6 separate regions of the Zea mays genome follow, and regions 1, 2, 3, 4 and 5 are each linked to region 6. The links are chromatin contacts, called in public Hi-C maps. All regions are on one chromosome and are shown on one strand. Each heading gives the region's core, a stretch centred on a gene start, on an enhancer-like site or on the middle of the called end of the contact. The rest is flanking DNA. Distances are from core to core; before and after follow the strand shown.

Evidence for each region. Hi-C and Micro-C count contacts between places; a contact is called where the count stands out from the background.
Region 1: a contact with region 6 is called in a Hi-C map of bundle sheath, with 2.2 times the contacts expected there. The contact joins the promoter of LOC542481 here to the promoter of LOC103629935 in region 6. A contact is called at or near these places in 3 of 25 Hi-C or Micro-C datasets (bundle sheath, ear and tassel).
Region 2: a contact with region 6 is called in a Hi-C map of ear, with 2.2 times the contacts expected there. The contact joins the enhancer-like site here to the promoter of LOC103629935 in region 6. A contact is called at or near these places in 2 of 25 Hi-C or Micro-C datasets (ear and leaf).
Region 3: a Hi-C map of leaf shows a contact between it and region 6, with 5 times the contacts expected there. The contact joins the promoter of LOC103629938 here to the promoter of LOC103629935 in region 6. A contact is called at or near these places in 3 of 25 Hi-C or Micro-C datasets (leaf and tassel).
Region 4: a Hi-C map of leaf mesophyll shows a contact between it and region 6, with 2.6 times the contacts expected there. The contact joins the promoter of LOC100502502 here to the promoter of LOC103629935 in region 6. A contact is called at or near these places in 7 of 25 Hi-C or Micro-C datasets (bundle sheath, ear, endosperm and 3 more).
Region 5: a contact with region 6 is called in a Hi-C map of tassel, with 4 times the contacts expected there. The contact joins the promoter of LOC103629937 here to the promoter of LOC103629935 in region 6. A contact is called at or near these places in 12 of 25 Hi-C or Micro-C datasets (bundle sheath, ear, endosperm and 3 more).

The regions. Positions count from the first base shown.
Region 1 is chr6:124,037,552-124,040,251 of Zm-B73-REFERENCE-NAM-5.0, forward strand. LOC542481 (soluble starch synthase 2-3, chloroplastic/amyloplastic) reads left to right here and starts at 1,405. Exons shown (of 9, transcript NM_001301653.1): 1 at 1,405-1,791; 2 at 1,896-2,147; 3 at 2,229-2,475; 4 at 2,575-2,639. The coding sequence starts at 1,522.
Region 2 is chr6:123,674,397-123,677,180 of Zm-B73-REFERENCE-NAM-5.0, forward strand. No RefSeq gene overlaps it. Among protein-coding and RNA genes, the nearest start is that of LOC100502502, 54 kb to the left of the region's middle. Within about 2 kb of position 1,520, at least 16 of the 20 cell types and tissues checked have an H3K27ac peak or open chromatin away from gene starts, as enhancers often do. A contact at or near this core is called in ear and leaf, where this site is marked.
Region 3 is chr6:124,075,482-124,078,190 of Zm-B73-REFERENCE-NAM-5.0, forward strand. It overlaps LOC103629938 (probable glucomannan 4-beta-mannosyltransferase 3), which reads left to right and starts at 1,395. Exons shown (of 9, transcript XR_004850286.1): 1 at 1,395-2,068; 2 at 2,170-2,268.
Region 4 is chr6:123,620,339-123,623,085 of Zm-B73-REFERENCE-NAM-5.0, forward strand. LOC100502502 (DCD (Development and Cell Death) domain protein) reads right to left here and starts at 1,312. Exons shown (of 5, transcript NM_001196980.1): 1 at 1,231-1,312; 2 at 1-681. The coding sequence starts at 676.
Region 5 is chr6:123,962,609-123,965,308 of Zm-B73-REFERENCE-NAM-5.0, forward strand. It overlaps LOC103629937 (beta-1,3-galactosyltransferase GALT1), which reads left to right and starts at 1,327. Exons shown (of 8, transcript XM_008651038.4): 1 at 1,327-1,661; 2 at 2,111-2,700. The coding sequence starts at 2,367.
Region 6 is chr6:123,832,106-123,835,009 of Zm-B73-REFERENCE-NAM-5.0, forward strand. LOC103629935 (amino acid transporter AVT1I) reads left to right here and starts at 1,593. Exons shown (of 3, transcript XM_008651034.3): 1 at 1,593-2,904.

The DNA.
Region 1 (2,700 bases), core at 155-2,654, 210 kb after region 6:
TTCTGACAAAAAACCTTCTCCCCATGTCATGATCTACCACTGGAGGGGAGATCTGAGAGTTAGGGTTACCTTGCATCAACATCTCTCCGGATGAAGACGATCCAACGAAGTCGCCCTTGACTGGCATCCTTCCTATAGGTGGCTTCAATCTCCAGCTCAAGTTCCTGTTCCTTCCCCATTGTTGCTGCTCTTGAGGACTCTCCTTATTGTTGCCCCGCTCCCACTTCTGAGTCCAGTCTTTCGCCTCCCTCCTCTCGGCCTTCAGCAACGACCGAGAAATCCTGAATCTGAGACGAGGCCACTCCTCACGGCCTGAGGGAGGTTGACGCTGGATCCACCGCCAACCCCCATGGAAGCCAATGCGAAAAGTGGAAGGGCCACCCACAGCAAGGAGGAGAAAGCGGCGAGGTGGGGGAGAGATAACCTACCAATTAGGTCATTCGTATCCACAACCTTCAACGATCTCGATCCATCCATGGAGGATGTGGCGCAATCTGTTGAAACCGAGCTCACGGGCTAGGCCAACTGGACTCCCGACACCGCCGACGCAACCCAAGGATCACCCAAAACTTCCACCTCAGACCCCAACCCCCTCCATGGCCCCATAACTAGAGAAACAACAACACTACGTCCCTACGAAACGCAAGCAAGCCATAGAAAGATGTCCCACAGAGAAAGGGAGGAGGGAGGAGGAGGAAAACAAATTTCAATCAGGATTTTGTGCCGCCGCCGCGATGAAGGTTGCCGTCGGTGGAACATGTCAACTGTTGACGGTTTTTTTTTTCGAGAGATGGAACTTGCTTTTCTCTTTTTTTGAAACATGGGATTCCTGCAGTCTGCTCTTTACCGTGTCCACGGCACCATCCTCCGCCGTCGGGTGTAGCCGTCTAGCCTATGCTTACCTTTCAGCTGAGTGACCAAACACTGCACCCTTTCGATCATGCTTCCTTCCAAGGCACAGCCCGACTGTCAGCACGCCACTCTATTGCTCTCTATAAAGTGGGCCCCGCTGCTTATACAAGATCCATACCCCGAAGCACGCCATTTTCCATCGTGCCACCTTTCCAAGTAGCAAAACCCCTCGGGTCCACTCGTGCGGCCGACGGGTGGGACCAGTGAAACTCCGGGCCCACGTGTGATTGGCAAAGCACGGCCTCTCGCTGGGCTGCCGTAGGTAGCCGAAGCACACCAAGGAAACGGCTGGCAGCTGGCTCCTGCTCGTGCGCCGGCCGCTTCTTTCCAAGTGCGCGCGCCACAGCCGCAAAAGCGCGAGCAAACGACGGGAGGCCGTTCGCGCGACGCCTGGCTCCGTCACGGCGTCCCCGCCGTGATCCGCTTGGCCCTATTCGCCAGCCACACAACAACCTCACGGGGTGCCGTAAACCCTCCTCACTCGCCACTCCCCACTCTACCGCTGTCCGCTGCCCACCGCGTGCGCTGCGCTCCCGTGCGGCACTGCCGGCGGCGCGACCCCGCGCCCATTGGACGAGCTTCCGCCCCGCCCCGATCGATCCCGCCGCCATGTCGTCGGCGGCCGTGTCGTCCTCTTCCTCCACCTTCTTCCTCGCGCTCGCCTCCGCCTCCCCCGGGGGCCGCAGGCGGGCTAGGGTCGGCTCCTCGCCGTTCCACACCGGCGCCAGCCTGAGTTTCGCGTTCTGGGCGCCACCGTCGCCGCCGCGCGCGCCCCGGGACGCAGCGCTGGTGCGCGCTGAGGCTGAGGCCGGGGGCAAGGACGCGCCGCCGGAGAGGAGCGGCGACGCCGCCAGGTTGCCCCGCGCTCGGCGCAATGCGGTTAGTTGGTCGACGCATATATCTTGTATCTATAGTTCTATACCCCCTGGACCTCGATTTGGATCACTGTTTGTTTTCTGAAACCTACGTGCGTTCATGATCAGGTCTCCAAACGGAGGGATCCTCTTCAGCCGGTCGGCCGGTACGGCTCCGCGACGGGAAACACGGCCAGGACCGGCGCCGCGTCCTGCCAGAACGCCGCATTGGCGGACGTTGAGATCAAGTCCATCGTCGCCGCGCCGCCGACGAGCATAGTGAAGTTCCCAGCGCCGGGCTACAGGATGATCCTTCCCTCTGGGGACATAGCGCCGGAGACTGTCCTCCCAGCCCCGAAGCCACTGCATGAATCGCCTGCGGTAAACTCCGTGCCGCCGGTTTCCATTCCCAATCCTGACACCGATGGTATTGCTGCGCTTGCTGAAAAGAAATATGCACAGGTTGACGGAGATTCAAATGGAATTGCACCTCCTACAGTTGAGCCATTAGTACAGGAGGCCACTTGGGATTTCAAGAAATACATCGGTTTTGACGAGCCTGACGAAGCGAAGGATGATTCCAGGGTTGGTGCAGATGATGCTGGTTCTTTTGAACATTATGGGGACAATGATTCTGGGCCTTTGGCCGGGGAGAATGTTATGAACGTGATCGTGGTGGCTGCTGAATGTTCTCCATGGTGCAAAACAGGCAAGAACATTACTCTTAGCGGATTCTTTCAGAACTGCTTTTCGTTTGAGTTTGATGGAGTTACTGATGTGTGATGTGAGCAATTGTCGAATATTTTAGGTGGTCTTGGAGATGTTGTGGGAGCTTTACCCAAGGCTTTAGCGAGAAGAGGACATCGTGTTATGGTAGTACACTTGCCCTTCTGTTTTCTTTAGATTTCCTGTTTTCTCATCATCTTACATATAT
Region 2 (2,784 bases), core at 270-2,769, 160 kb before region 6:
TCGCCCCTCTACTGACTGACTTGACAGGAAAACAGCGCCGCCTGCCCTGCTCCGACTGCTGTGCCACCCGCCAGGGTGAGGCTGACAGCCGCCGAGTCCAGCCTCAGGCGCCATAGGAAGCTCCGCCTCGCCCGACCCTGGGGCTCAGCCCCCGCCTCGACCTCGGAAGACGATCTCCGCCTCGCCCGACCCTAGGGCTCGGACTCTACCTCGACCTCGGAAGACGGTCTCCGCCTCGCCCAACCCCAGGGCTCGGACTCAGCCTCGACCTCGAAGGAGTCTCCGCCCCGCCCGACCTTGGGCTCGGACCAACCACATCGCAGGGGGGTACATCATTACCCTACCCCTAGCCAGCTCAGGCTATGGGGAACAAGACCGGCGTCCCATCTGGCTCGCCCCGGTAAAACAAGTAATGATGGCACCCCGCATGCTCCCATGACGACGGCGGTTCTCAGCCCCTTACGGAAGCAAGGAGACGTCAGCAAGGTCCCGTCAGCCCCGACAGTTGTGCTTCTACAGGGCTCAAGCGCTCCTCCGATGGCCACGACGCCACATGCACAGGGCACTAACACCTCTTTTACAGCCACGTCGGCATGTACATAGGACTCTGGCTCCTCTCTGCCGGACACGTTAGCATACTGCTACACCCCCCATTGTACACCTGGGCCCTCTCCTTACATCTATAAAAGGAAGGTCCAGGGCCCTCGTACGAGAAGGTGGCCGCGCGGGAGGATGGGCTGACGAACATGCTCTCTCCCTCTCTCGCGAACGCTTGTAACCCCCTACTGCAAGCGCATCCGCCCTGGGCGCAGGATAACACGAGCCGCGGTTCCCCTTTTTTCCCCCTTGTGTTCCATCTCGCGCCGACCCATCTGGGCTGGGACACACAGCGACAATTTACTCGTTGGTCTAAGGACCCCCCGGGGTCGAAACGCCGACAAGTTATACATTCAGTAATTAGGCTATCAGACATAATAGCTTAATCGTGAAATGTCGAATAATTAGCAGCCACGAAACGTTCACAACCCGGTCGTATTTAAACATGTTAAAATAACTTTTAAGATAATATTATAATATGTATCTTTTTATTTATTTATTGCTTGATATAAACATTTTTTAGATGTGTCTTGAGTTTATATATTAGTATCATTTTTATATAACAATAGTTTAATCGGACTCTATTTTAAATTTGCCCCGGTCCCCTAAACCCTTTGGTCCGCCGCTGGCCCTTACCCGCGACCCCGTCACCCGCCGAGGCACAGGGCAGGGCTCTCTTATGTGAGTAACAAATGAGATTAGTATAATGAATAGAATCTAACCAACAGTGTATCACTTGCTCGCATTATATAGTCAGGAGAGGGTTCCTTGTCTCTGGGCTCAGTTTCAGTGTGCTACTCGTATACTTGATCCTGGACTCGATTGTAACTATTCCTTTTTCTTGGGCCAGGGTTCGGTCCATTTCACGGCCTAGAATGCGGGTCCAATTCAAGGGAAGGTCCACTGGCTATGGTGCCCGCCAACTACAGCACAGTTGCACTCCCATCAGATCTGTCCTTGTTCGTGCCTCGTGCTGGCTTGGTCGTCGCTCATCTCTCTCCCCTTCACCCTCGGTGCTCGGGTATGCATCGGGAGCGGCACAGCGGGTGCTCGCTGTTCGGCAAGGGCGGCCTCCGGGACAGCGCCAGTGGGGCCAAGGTGCAGCGCAGGAGCCCACCATCGGTCGACTACTCAAGTCAAGCGCCATGCACGGATCTACAGCCGACGTCGAGTGAGGTAAACGTCTCAAATTCCTCATCTCCACTTTCTGACCCGGTAATGGACAATGTCCCTATCGAGTGCTCCATAGACTTAATGTTGTTGTCAAATTGGCGTCAAATTAATTTCTTTCACTGTGGGGTTTAGTTTGGTCAAATTGTCTTGGACCAAAAACCGTGTACCATCTTAAGATCTACCAACATCTATTCACCATTGTTCGTAATGCTTGGTTTCCTAGCATGCTATCCATTCAATAAAGCGTTTTGCTCAAGGCAGAAGCTGTTGGGATGGAGTTCTTGAGATGATCTTGCCATCATTCTCAGCTCATTGACCTAACTCAAATGGTTTGGGAAGATAAAGAGGATTTATTGATTTGTTTTGGTGATATATGGGGTTCGAATATATTTTTAGGTGAAGCCCTTGGGGATAAAGATTTTTTTTCTGTAAAAATATTGAGCCTATCATGTTCTTATGCATCAAATTAACAATCCTCTGCCACAAAAAATTTAAATTATTGTGGATTTGCTCGTGCAGCTTACCATTAATGTCACAATTGTGCTACTTGTGACACAGTGTGTGTTTTGGGGGTCTGGCCACTATAACAAGCTATGAAACTGTTCCATCTATCAATCACAAACCAAATAATATCTACAGGACCCTCTCCCCTCATAGAGATCGTAGCGTTATCACGGGCTATATGCTAATTTAACTTTTATACATCGATTTTTGGATTGTAAAAAAATTATACAATATTTATGGTTGCATAATATCCATTGTTAGTTAATTAAATTTGAAAAGAATTAATTTCACAATTAAAAGCACTGACTAGTGAAAGGGGAAATATTAGGGCTCACCCGTATTTCGGGGGATTTATTTATCCCTCCCCCCACAAGAGAGAGCCAAAGAGGGGGGCCGTTGGAGGCTTAGAGGACCATACTTATGTCACACCTGGTTTTAGAAGACAAATCAAATACGAACTATGTACGTGTTAGAATCAGAATTCACGTACACAACGATTACATAAATGAA
Region 3 (2,709 bases), core at 145-2,644, 240 kb after region 6:
CATACCTCACTTTTATCTTATCCTTCACCGTTGCTCCATACCTCAGTTTTATGTTATCCTCCAACATTGGTCCAAATGGTTTTCAGGCTTACAAGAGGACACCTTCAACTCCAACCACGTAGTATGTTCAAATTTGGTTTGAGCTATAACTCTATAGGCATAGTTCAATAGTTCAATTTTTTAGGTATATATATATAAAGAGAGATAGAGAGAGAGTTTAAAGCTATGCAATTTTATGCGCAAGTTACGAACAAATGTATGTGGTCTACGTATTGCTCTAGTTCATTGCATCTAGTCCCTTCGTCCCAAAATATTTGTCACTATGGTATTCATGACGATCAAAGTTTCTCAAGTTTGACTAGATTTACAGGAAAGATTATCAATATTTGTATCTCCAAATAAGTTTATTAAGAAAATAGATTTAAAGATCTATCTAATGGTGCTAATTATCTACTATAAATATTAATATTTTGTTATATATATTTGGTCAAAGTTAAAAATCTTTGACTTCTCGAAAAGTGAAAACGACAATCATTTTAGTACGGAGGGAGTAGTTGTAAAAGAAATTCGAAAAAAAGTCTATTCCCACTTTGTTTATGTGATATTTTGGTCTTCTCGTCACCTTAGGAGCCTCTCGAGCGGAAGAAAAGGCCTCGTAGGCGGGCTATCTCCAGTAGCATTTCCTTTTTTAAATTCTACTGAATGAACAATGCAGTCTACTAGCTCCGCAGGAGTGTGGCAAAAGTGTTTTTTTCTGAACATAATGCGTAGTTTTGAAAAAATAACCAGTTCTGCTGTTTTAATTCAGAAACAAAACATTCTGGACTCGTCATCTTCTCGTGCACGTGCATGCGGGACGGAACGGATGCGTCCGGCTGAGCTGTTCTGTGCATCCTCCTTCCGTGCGCGACCCAAGGGGTACCACCGTAGGGGAGGTGTGTGTGGTGGTTGATTTATTTTCGCCGTATATCATTGTTGCTGGGCACCAGAAACACGACGAGGGAGCATCCAAAAACGGGGGCATCAAAAGCTCTGGCCCGTCCATCCATACCATTCGTGGCCGGCCGGCCGGCCGGTCGGGATGGGGGCGCGGCCGCGACGGCGACGTTTCGTCGGGCGGCAGCAGCAAGCCAACCACCACGAACGAACGAACACGTTCGCTCTTGGCATTTCCTCTCATCCCTTGGCCTTGGGTTGCTGTTGCTGATGGGCCAATGACTACAAAGCCTGCCATGCGTTGTGGTCTCGAGGAACTGCGGACGGAAGCGACACTGGGGCCGGCAAACAGACACTGGGCCCACGGGCGGTACCGATACGTGATACCGACCAACAAGGCAACAAGTAGGCCAAGGAGCGTGATGCTCGTAGCGCAAGAGGTAGTGAGCCACTAGCCCTCAACACTGAACTGTGGGGTCTGGTGCGCGTTGGCTAACATGTCGGAAATCAAAGCTGTGGTTAAGCCGGCGAATCAGAGCGATCATCTCGTGAGCTTCTTGTACTGCACCACCACTAGCCTCATCACTCATCTCATCAGTCATCACTCACCTCCCGCACCGAGCCACCGACGCGACCCAGGAAAAGCAACGACAACGTCTCCAAAAGCTGCAGGCTGCAGCTCCTGAGGGCCGCAGGCCGCACCGGAGAGGCCGAGAGGGCAGGCGGACGCGGACGCGCGTGCGGGAAGGCGTGAGCAATGGCCGGTACGGCGGCAATAGCCTCCTTAGCCGCGGTGGCGGGAGCATGGCTCGACCTTGACGGGTCGACGACCCTGCTTCCGCGCCGGTTGCTTCCGTCGTCAGGCGGCGAGGCGCTGCGGGCCGCGTGGGACGCGGCGCGCGCGGCGGCAGTGGCGCCGGCGCTGGCCGCCGCGTCGTGGGTCTGCCTGGCCCTGTCGGCCATGCTCCTCGCCGACGCCGTGTTCCTGGCCGCCGCCAGCCTTCTGCCCCGGCGGGCGCCGTGCCCCATTGCCGGCCCCACCGCCGAGGTGGACGGGGACGAGGAGGAGGCCGGCTGCAGCGTCGGCTACCCCATGGTGCTCGTCCAAATCCCCATGTACAACGAACGGGAGGTCCGTGTCCACTCTCTCAGTACATTGGCGGCGCCTCGGCACATCGGCACCAACGCAATGCAAATAATGCCGTACCGTTCCTTTCTTTTGTGTGCGCGCAGGTGTACAAGCTATCCATTGAAGCAGCATGCGGGATGTGGTGGCCGTCGGATAGGGTGATCGTACAGGTTCTCGACGATTCCACGGATCCGACGGTTAAGGTAAACTTCGAATCTTCTAGCCTTCAGTCATCGTTAGGTACGTTGCCAGCTGAAGTGATGAGTCAAATAGGTTTATTTTAAAAAAATCGTCTTTCAATAAATCATGTTCAAGAAAAAAAAACACTAATATTTGTGACATCAAACACATATTATTATATTAATTATAAAATACATTTTATAGCAAGCATATTTAAAAGTTAAAACATTAATGTTTGCATTATTCCCAACTATTTAACTACATTCAAATACTATAACATTAATGGAGGGGAGATGCACGTACCATCCACAGAGTCAGCATACTACGCACTCTACTATGCAAGAGTGCCGACACATCAGAGGTTTTGAGTAGAAACTTCTGAAAGAGTCTAAACCAGAAGACCTAAAGCCAAAAAGCTCCAAAACCACCAACAATAACGACTCAGACGATGATGCCGGGGCAAG
Region 4 (2,747 bases), core at 62-2,561, 210 kb before region 6:
CCTTCTTAGTCTTTGCATTGCACATGAATATAAACCCTGCAACCTTACGGTCACCCCTTTCTTCCTTCTTGACCACAGCCTTCTTCCCCTTACCCTTACCCTTTCCCTTACTTCCTCCTTCCTCCATAACCTCCTTCCCCTTGTCACTCATGGCCCTCTCTTTCTTGTTCTTCATCTCACCATCACCCCTACTATTATCAGCACCCACACCATTGCCCTTGCTGGCAGAAATTGCAGCTGCAGCATCAGCATTAGCTTGAGCTGGTTTTGGCTTTGGCGACGAAGCTGATGCTACAGCAGTGGTTGGTATTGGTGCAGGCACCAATCCTTCAGCATCAGTGGCTGGCTTCTGCGTCTGTGCCACAGGTGATGCCTCAGCAAAAGTGGTTGACTTTGGCGTTTGCACCACAAGTAATGCCTCGGCAACATCGGATGGTTGCGGTAAAGCCGCTGATGCAGATGCATCGCCATCACCAGTGCCTGCACCTACAGGGGCGACCTCGTCAATAGCTGCTGCAGCGACTGCCTGCTTCGCACGGTTGGCCTTGACCTTTCTCTTCTTAAACTTCGAGGCCTTGACCAACCCAGGGGTGGACGGATTCTCCTTGGATGGCTGGGCTGCCGCGTCAGCAGAGGTCGCCGTGGCCTTGGCGACACCGTTGGGCTTCTTCACCATGGCCGCTGCTCGGTGCAGATTTGAGGAGGAGACGAGAATTATTACCACAAAAGTAGAATTGGATCCACCAAATCGACAGTTATTGCGCACGGATGAATCAAAGCATATAAACGAATAGCAGACCTGGATCCACCACAATCGACAGTTATTGCGCACGGCTGGATAGAAGCATATAAACGAACATTTTCGGGGAGGGGATCTACGATTTTATCGGATCTAGAGAAGAATCGTGCTCCTAACAAGGAATTTGGGAGGGGGGATTCTACGGTTCTGACCTATTCGAATTTTAGGGGAATCGACCGTGCTCCTAACAAGGATTTTTGAGGAAAAAATCTACGGTTCTAACCGGTTCGAAGTTTGGGGGAATCAATCGTACCCCTAACAAGGGATTTTTTGGGGGAAACCCTACCATTCTAACCGATTCGAGAGAGAACTTGTGGGAAATGACTCTACTATGCGGAGCGGCCGAGGAAGGGGGCGACATACCTGGAACCTGTAGGTGGAAGGGCAGTGAGCCAGTGATAGTCAGGGGATGGGGCGATTTTTCCTTTTACCTGGACATGAAACGGCCGAGGCAGCGGCGACGGGATATATAGGAAGAAGATAGCCCGATTTTGTCCGATTAGGGTTACGATCTTTTCTCACACTCAATTCCCTCTACCTGCTCTCTATTTATATTTAAATAAAATAGTATAATGCTCCTACTTTATGATATAGATGTTCATCGCTACAATGCACACATCCATATTTAATATCCAAAAAATAAAAATAAAAAATATTAAATAAATATATAATCCATATATAAATATTAAATTGACAAGAACAATTATTACTTTTATCTTTGTTGAAATGGCGAGAAATTTATGAGTTCAAAAGGAATCCAACAACTTTTTTATAGCTCACATGTTCGCTCGTTTCTTCAACTAAGAGGTGTGAGAGCACCTAGAGGGGGTGAATAAGTGATCCTGTAAAATTCAATAACTAATAGCCACAAAACTTGGTTAAGTATTAGAATGGCTAAGTAGCGAGCTCTTGCAACCACACAAGTATCACAGAAAAACAATCACAAAAGACACGCGAGTTTATCCCGTGGTTCGGCAAGTATAACACTTGCCTACCTCCGCGTTGTGGCGTCCCGATGGACGAGGGTTGCACTCAACCCCTTTCAAGTGATCCAATGATCAACTTGAATACCACGGTGTTCTTCTTTGCTTATCTTTTTTCCCGTTTGCGAGGAATCTCCACAAGTTGGAGTCTCTCGCCCTTACAACAAATATCAAAGTGAGAGCACAAGAGTAAGGGTGGGAAGCAACACACACAAATTCGCAGCAATACGCACACACACAAGCCAAGACTTGAGCTCGAATGAAGCACAGCGAGTTCACTACTAGAACAGAGCTCAAATCACTAACAAAGTCAATCAAGTGCGCAAAGACGGAGTGTAGAAGACTTAGAATGCTCAAAGTATGCTTGGATGACTCCTCTATGCGCCTAGGGGTCCCTTTTATAGCCCCAAGGCAGCTAGAAGTCGTTGGAGGCATTCTTGGAAGGCCAAAGTTGCCTTCTGTCGGGTGGCGCACCGGACAGTCCGGTGCACCACCGGACAGCCACTGTTCATGTCCGGTGCGCGATCTCCTTCTTAATCTGGTGGAGCCGACCGTTGCAGCGTCGGGCCCGTTGGCGCACCGGACATTGTCCGGTGCACACCGGACAGTCCGGTGCCCCCTGCCGACCGTTGGAGCGGGCCACGCGTCGGCCGCGGATTTGGCGGTCGACCGTTGCGCTAGCGGCCGTTGGCTCACCGGAAAGTCCGGTGCACCACCGAACTGTCTGGTGAATTTTAGCCGTACGTCGTTGAACTTTTCCCGAGAGCGACGACTTCGCTGCGGACGACTCACCGGACAGTCCGGTGCACCACCGGACGGTCCGGTGAATTATAGTCGTACGCCGCCGTCGAGTCCCAAGAGCGGCCGGTTCACCTTGGACTTGTCTGGCACACCGGACACTGTCTGGTGCACCACCGGACAGTCCGGTGCACCCAGACTGAGCAGCAGTTGGTTGTACACAGCCA
Region 5 (2,700 bases), core at 77-2,576, 130 kb after region 6:
TCTATAGTGTTTTGTCTCCATGGATTGCAACTGCAGTAGTTCGAAAGCTGACTTTAATCCGAAGCGAACATGTTAAGCTTATTCCATGGAAGGTTATCCTACTAACTCATGGGAAACTCTAGGGTTTCGCCTAGAAACAGGTCCAAAACTCACCCATATACATGAAGGGGTAATATCGATTGAATCAACCAACAATCGATCTATCAAACCAATTTTACCTAATGCATTTGATCTAGGAGTAGTCTAACCATAATTTAGTCTTAGTTGTAGTTCCACAACCTCAATCTTTACCTCTTCGGCTTTACGTCGTTTAGAGGTGCTTTGGGTGGCCTGTCGATTGTGAAGCAACCCTACGATCTCTCCTCCCCGAGACTCCGACAGGGTCCTTTCCAAGAAGCGAGATCTAGGTTCTATGTGAAGTACCTTGTGCCATCGTGGACGGTCCGTCGCCTACATGCCTACGGTCTGCCAGCCTGTAGAGAAGAGCGAAGCTCTATGCGTTGTCGTGGATGGTCCGGTGCCTCCACACGGATAGCCCGCACTCCCATAGAGAGGACATCTAAGGTCCTGTTCTCATGAGCAGGCTCTAGAGGTCGTTGATGTTTGGCCCAAAAAGACATCAACACATACTGCACAAAATCTAATACAAATTATATTATCAACTTATGTTGAGATTGTGAGACTGTGGCACAAAATTCAGAACATGTTTAACTAATAATGAAATTCTAGAATGAGATTCTCTATGCTAGGTCATAATGGATGCTATCTGGTATGAGACTATCTTCAGCGGACTCTATCTCACTCCCTATTTTAAACTTCACTATGCAAACAGTTAAATCTATAGTGTAAACAGTAATTTGCACAATCGTTTATACGACCTGTTGAGATGGCATGAGCATGGGTTTAAAATCAGTTGTATCGTATGGGGTGTGTGTGGGGGAGGCCTCGGTCCTACGACCGAGTGTCCACTAATCCGCTCGTACAAAGTCGTTCTTCTGCTTTCCTTCACGCAGACCGCTATAGCAACAGAGGCTAACGAGCGAGATCGTCCACATCACGCGGCCGCAGACCCTGTTTGGTACAACTTATTTTCAGCTTCTTCACAGATATAAACAAAATATGTGCCAAACAGAAAGCTTCTACAACAATTTATTAGTTCAGCTACTTCTCGGACTAAATTAAAAATAGACAATAACCAGAAGCTGATTTTCACTGTCTTCTTAAGCAATTATGCCAAACATGGTCGCAGTCTGGCCCCGGCCAACCTAAACGGCACGCACCCTCTCACCTACCCATTACCCAGTTACCCACCCCTCGCAAATCGCTGCCCGACGCGAAAGGGAAAAGAGACTGACCGAGCGAGCCCGGCCCTCCGACACGCGACGGCGCCTATTTGCCCTGTCGCGGTCGGTCGGTCCGTGGCGTGGACCTGAAGCAGCCTCCTCACAGGCTCCCTTCTCACACCGTCTCTGACTTCCCTCCTGCGCTCCCGTCCTGCCTTCACCTGACTTGTTCGTACTTCGCTCCTGGGCTCGCTGGCTTCCTCAGTCCTTGCTGCTCGCTAGCTCCGTTGTTCAGGCGGTGCCTGCGCCGGCGAGGTTAGGCAGGACTCAGGCGAAGTGGGCTAGCAGCCGGGTGGCGGCGGCGGCGGTGGATTCCTGGTCAGTGGTTCTGGCATTGGGCTTATGCTTTGCGGGCTTCGAGTTACACATTGCGAGATGGGGGGCGATCGTGCGGAGGCTGACCCTGTCGTGTAGCGATTTCCTGCGAAATTTGGGGTTCGCGTGCTCGTGAGCTTTGCCGCCTGCTTCATTTTTTTTATTTCCCGTGTGGCGTGCGCTAGATTTCGTAGGGACTTTGGTGATCTGCGAATTTCTAAAGGTGAAACAGTATCTGAGTGATGCTCTTTCTTTTTAAAAAACACTTAAAAAAGAAATTTGTCGGCGCGGTTTGTGCGATGACGCTAGAAGGCTAGATTCTCGCTGTCTATTTTGAGACCTTTTTTATGCAACCAACATCTCTAGTGCAGTGCGAAAAAACATTAATGAGCGGCCACCTTCTTCCTTTTACAGGATAAAATTTATTCTTGTCTGCTTTTTTCTTCTGGTAGGTAGGACACTCCTACCTGCATCAAGTTTCGTTGGTACGCTTCCTTGTGGTTATGAAGCTTTCTGGATACACCTGGGAATGTTTGGTTACGTTGAAGAGTTGTTGAATACACCACATCAGGGTGACAGCACAGCAGGAATTTGTTCAACTTTCTGATTGGATTGTGGTTCTAAATTGCTGTTCTGAATTTATGCCATGCTTTAGATTGAAGATATAGTGAATGCAAACTCCAGACACAACTTGTCGTAAGGTTTTGAATGATGAAGAAATGGCATGGCGGCTTTGCCATTGTATCTTTGTTCATCATCTTGATGTTAAGATATGTGATATTGGATAACCCACTTGTAGAAAACTCGCTTCAGTATGTTTTCCAGCAAAACAGGACGGCAGAATTACATTGGTTGGATGTTCCAAACCCACCTGCAATCCAGAATCTACAGATTTCTTCTGAAGTAATATCAACTGGACTCTTGGCTTCCAACCTTTCCATTACCAGAAATCTCTCTGATAGAGAACTTCAATCTTTACATTCTTGGAATCATTTGAAACAGCTATTATCTCATGTTCATATCCTACCAGATGGAGTAGAGG
Region 6 (2,904 bases), core at 343-2,842:
CAGTCGTCGGGACGTCAGCTGTGACGAGTCACACGAGTGTGCGCATGCATTGCTTTGCTCCGCGACGACGGGCATGGCAAGTGCCATGGGAAGCTTTGCTCTACCGCTCGGCATCATCAGCCCCCCACGGAAACCAGCTCAAATTGCGGAGCTCGCCGGCCGGCATGGCTTTGTGTTGGCAGATAAGATAAGCCGATATGATATAGATGGGCTGGACACGAGGATCGGCAAGTGCTTTCTTTTTCTTCTCTGGGTCAGCCTCGCGCGGTTTCTGAATCAAGCCTGTGTGGAAAATGGGCCGAGGCAGTTGCACGCGCTAGCTAGCCGGTAGGCTTGCCTTTTTTTTTTCTTCTGAAGTGCGGCTTCCGCTTCCGCATCATGTAGCCATGTAGGCTTGCGGTTCCGGAGGGCTAGTGTTTGATTTAACGGGCTAGCCCATCTTATTCATTTAACTAGTTAGTTGCTCGTGCTTTTCTACGGTTATTATTTATTATATAAATATATATTAATATATTTATTTAAATATAATAATTGTTTATTTTTAAATAATATGGTATATGTGGTTTGATGGTTATCTCTAAATTTATGAAGCAGGAGGGTATAGTTCGAGTGCTCACTCTGCACTATTTTTTGTACGGGTGGGTGTTAGTTGCTGGGCAGGCGCAGTAGCGCACGGGGCGCGTGGAGCGGACGTGGAGGATGAAACTGTGGTAGCACCAGCGGTGCTGTGTCACACCCGAATTTAAGGACAAATCTAGATGCATCTCAAATGTGTGCCAAGAGCCTAGGATCAAGTCTCACATACGATAACTCATGGTAAAAAAAACAATGTCATATCTTTATTTCGTATACGATTTCTGTACAAAAATAGACAGGCCGTATGTCATTTAACTAGTCGCTTGTGGACTCCCGCTGCATCATGCAGTAGGCCTTGATCACGGACACGGGGTTCCCAAATGCGGCCCGATTGTTTCCTGTGCTGCACCACCGACCAGGCCTCTTGGTCCTCTAGAAAAAGGGCAGGCTCTTTGGGGGTCTGTAATACATGGCAGCCCATCGGCCCATTCTCACTTCCGCACGACTCCCGGCGAGGCGGCGGATTTTTTCTTTCGACTGTGCGTGCCTAGTGCCGACGGCCTCGACGGCGGGGCGACCAGCACCCACCGACCCAGCGGCGGTCCTAACGTTTTAGGGGACCAGGACAATGTTTCAAATAGAGGCCCTTCAAATTATTTTTAATATAAAAATGTTACTACTTAAACACTTAAAATACATCTAAAAATATTTATATCAAATAATACGTAAATAAAAGGATATATATTATAGTATCACCTTAAAATTTTCTTTAACATGTTTAGATATTCATTACTTTGTTGATGAGCTATTGGATCACATAACTATAATTGGGCCCTATAAATTCGGGGGCCCGGGGCGACCGCCCCTCTGCCCCCACATTCAGGGCCACCACTGCACCGACCGCGGCGAGCCGCACTGCTGCGGGAACCGATAGTTTCTTTTTCGCAATTGACTAACATTCCGGCGAGTCGAGCTGTGCAGCGCTGGCTTCCACCGCCATCTCGCCATTGATTAGATGTTTCATGTGGCCTCCGGTGGCAAGTGCGCTGTACCAGCACCCAGCAGGCTATTATTTTGTCGGCGCAGTTTCTTTCGAGTCATAGTGGTGACGCACGGCACAAGGGTCAATGCGGGTGCGCTGATAATGGAGGCATTCTCATCAGTTGCAAACACGAAGCGCGGCCATATCTTACACTCGGTTCGTGCTTCTCCTGCTATATTGCATCTTCATCTCATTTATTCCGTGCTGATTTGGTGGCTCGTGTAACTTTTGGTTCCACCTCCTATTCTCCTTTACTGCGTGACACAAAGAGTAAACTAGACAATACTACTACGGGCTGCTAGCATGTGCCAATTCAAGAAAAGGGGGAACCCACGACCACAGAATGGGCTTTAGGTTAGACAGAGGTTGAGTTCCATACGAACATCCAACCTTCTGATGATTTTTTTGTGTGTCTGCTTGATAGCTTGGTAATGGACATGGATGGTGACCTCAGATTACATCCTATGATGAGAAGAGCGCCCTGCTGGATTATGTTATCTGTGATCCTGGTTCAGTAAAAATTCATGCTGACCCAGCAAGAATCTTGGGCAGTGAATCAACAATGGTGGGGCCCGTTCAAAGATTTAGTGGGTTTCAAAGCAATGCCTACCGATGCTTGCTGAGTAGGTGTGCATCAATGGTCCTTTCGCATTGACTTTTCCTCATGAAGTTGCCTGACAATTATATTGGACTTTTGTGGGTCAGTCAGTCATGTTCAGGATGAATCTTGACTCCTCAGATCAACTTAAATTGAATAGTCTGATTAACCATCGCTTTGTACAAATCCAGCTAAGGTTACAATGATTGTGGCCGTTATTGGAAACCCGACCTACCACTGAAATCATTCTAGACCAGAATCAAAGTACAGCAACCTCAAGTGCACTATGATAACGTTATAGCCTTTTGCTATCACTCAGACTTGTGGCTCCCTCAGTTTGTCTTTCTGCATTCTCTCTTCTCTTTTGCATGCTATCCAATTTCATGAAGTACAAAGTATTTAATGAAAGTCACAGTGTATTGTCTTGGTAACTGCATGTGCACTCAATTATCAGTCTAGACATTCTGGAAGTTACTGTTTATTTCTCAGCTTTGATCTATCCACTGGACATTGAAATTAGCTTTGATGTTCTATGTTTTCTACTAAATGTTGTAAGTTCCTTTGTACAGTAAAAGTTATTTATGTTTTGGACGCAACATGATCTCTGGCATGTTCTTTAACCACTATTTTCTATTACAATATATGAGATTGTGAAAGCAGTTTCAAGACATTTATAACCCCCCCCCCC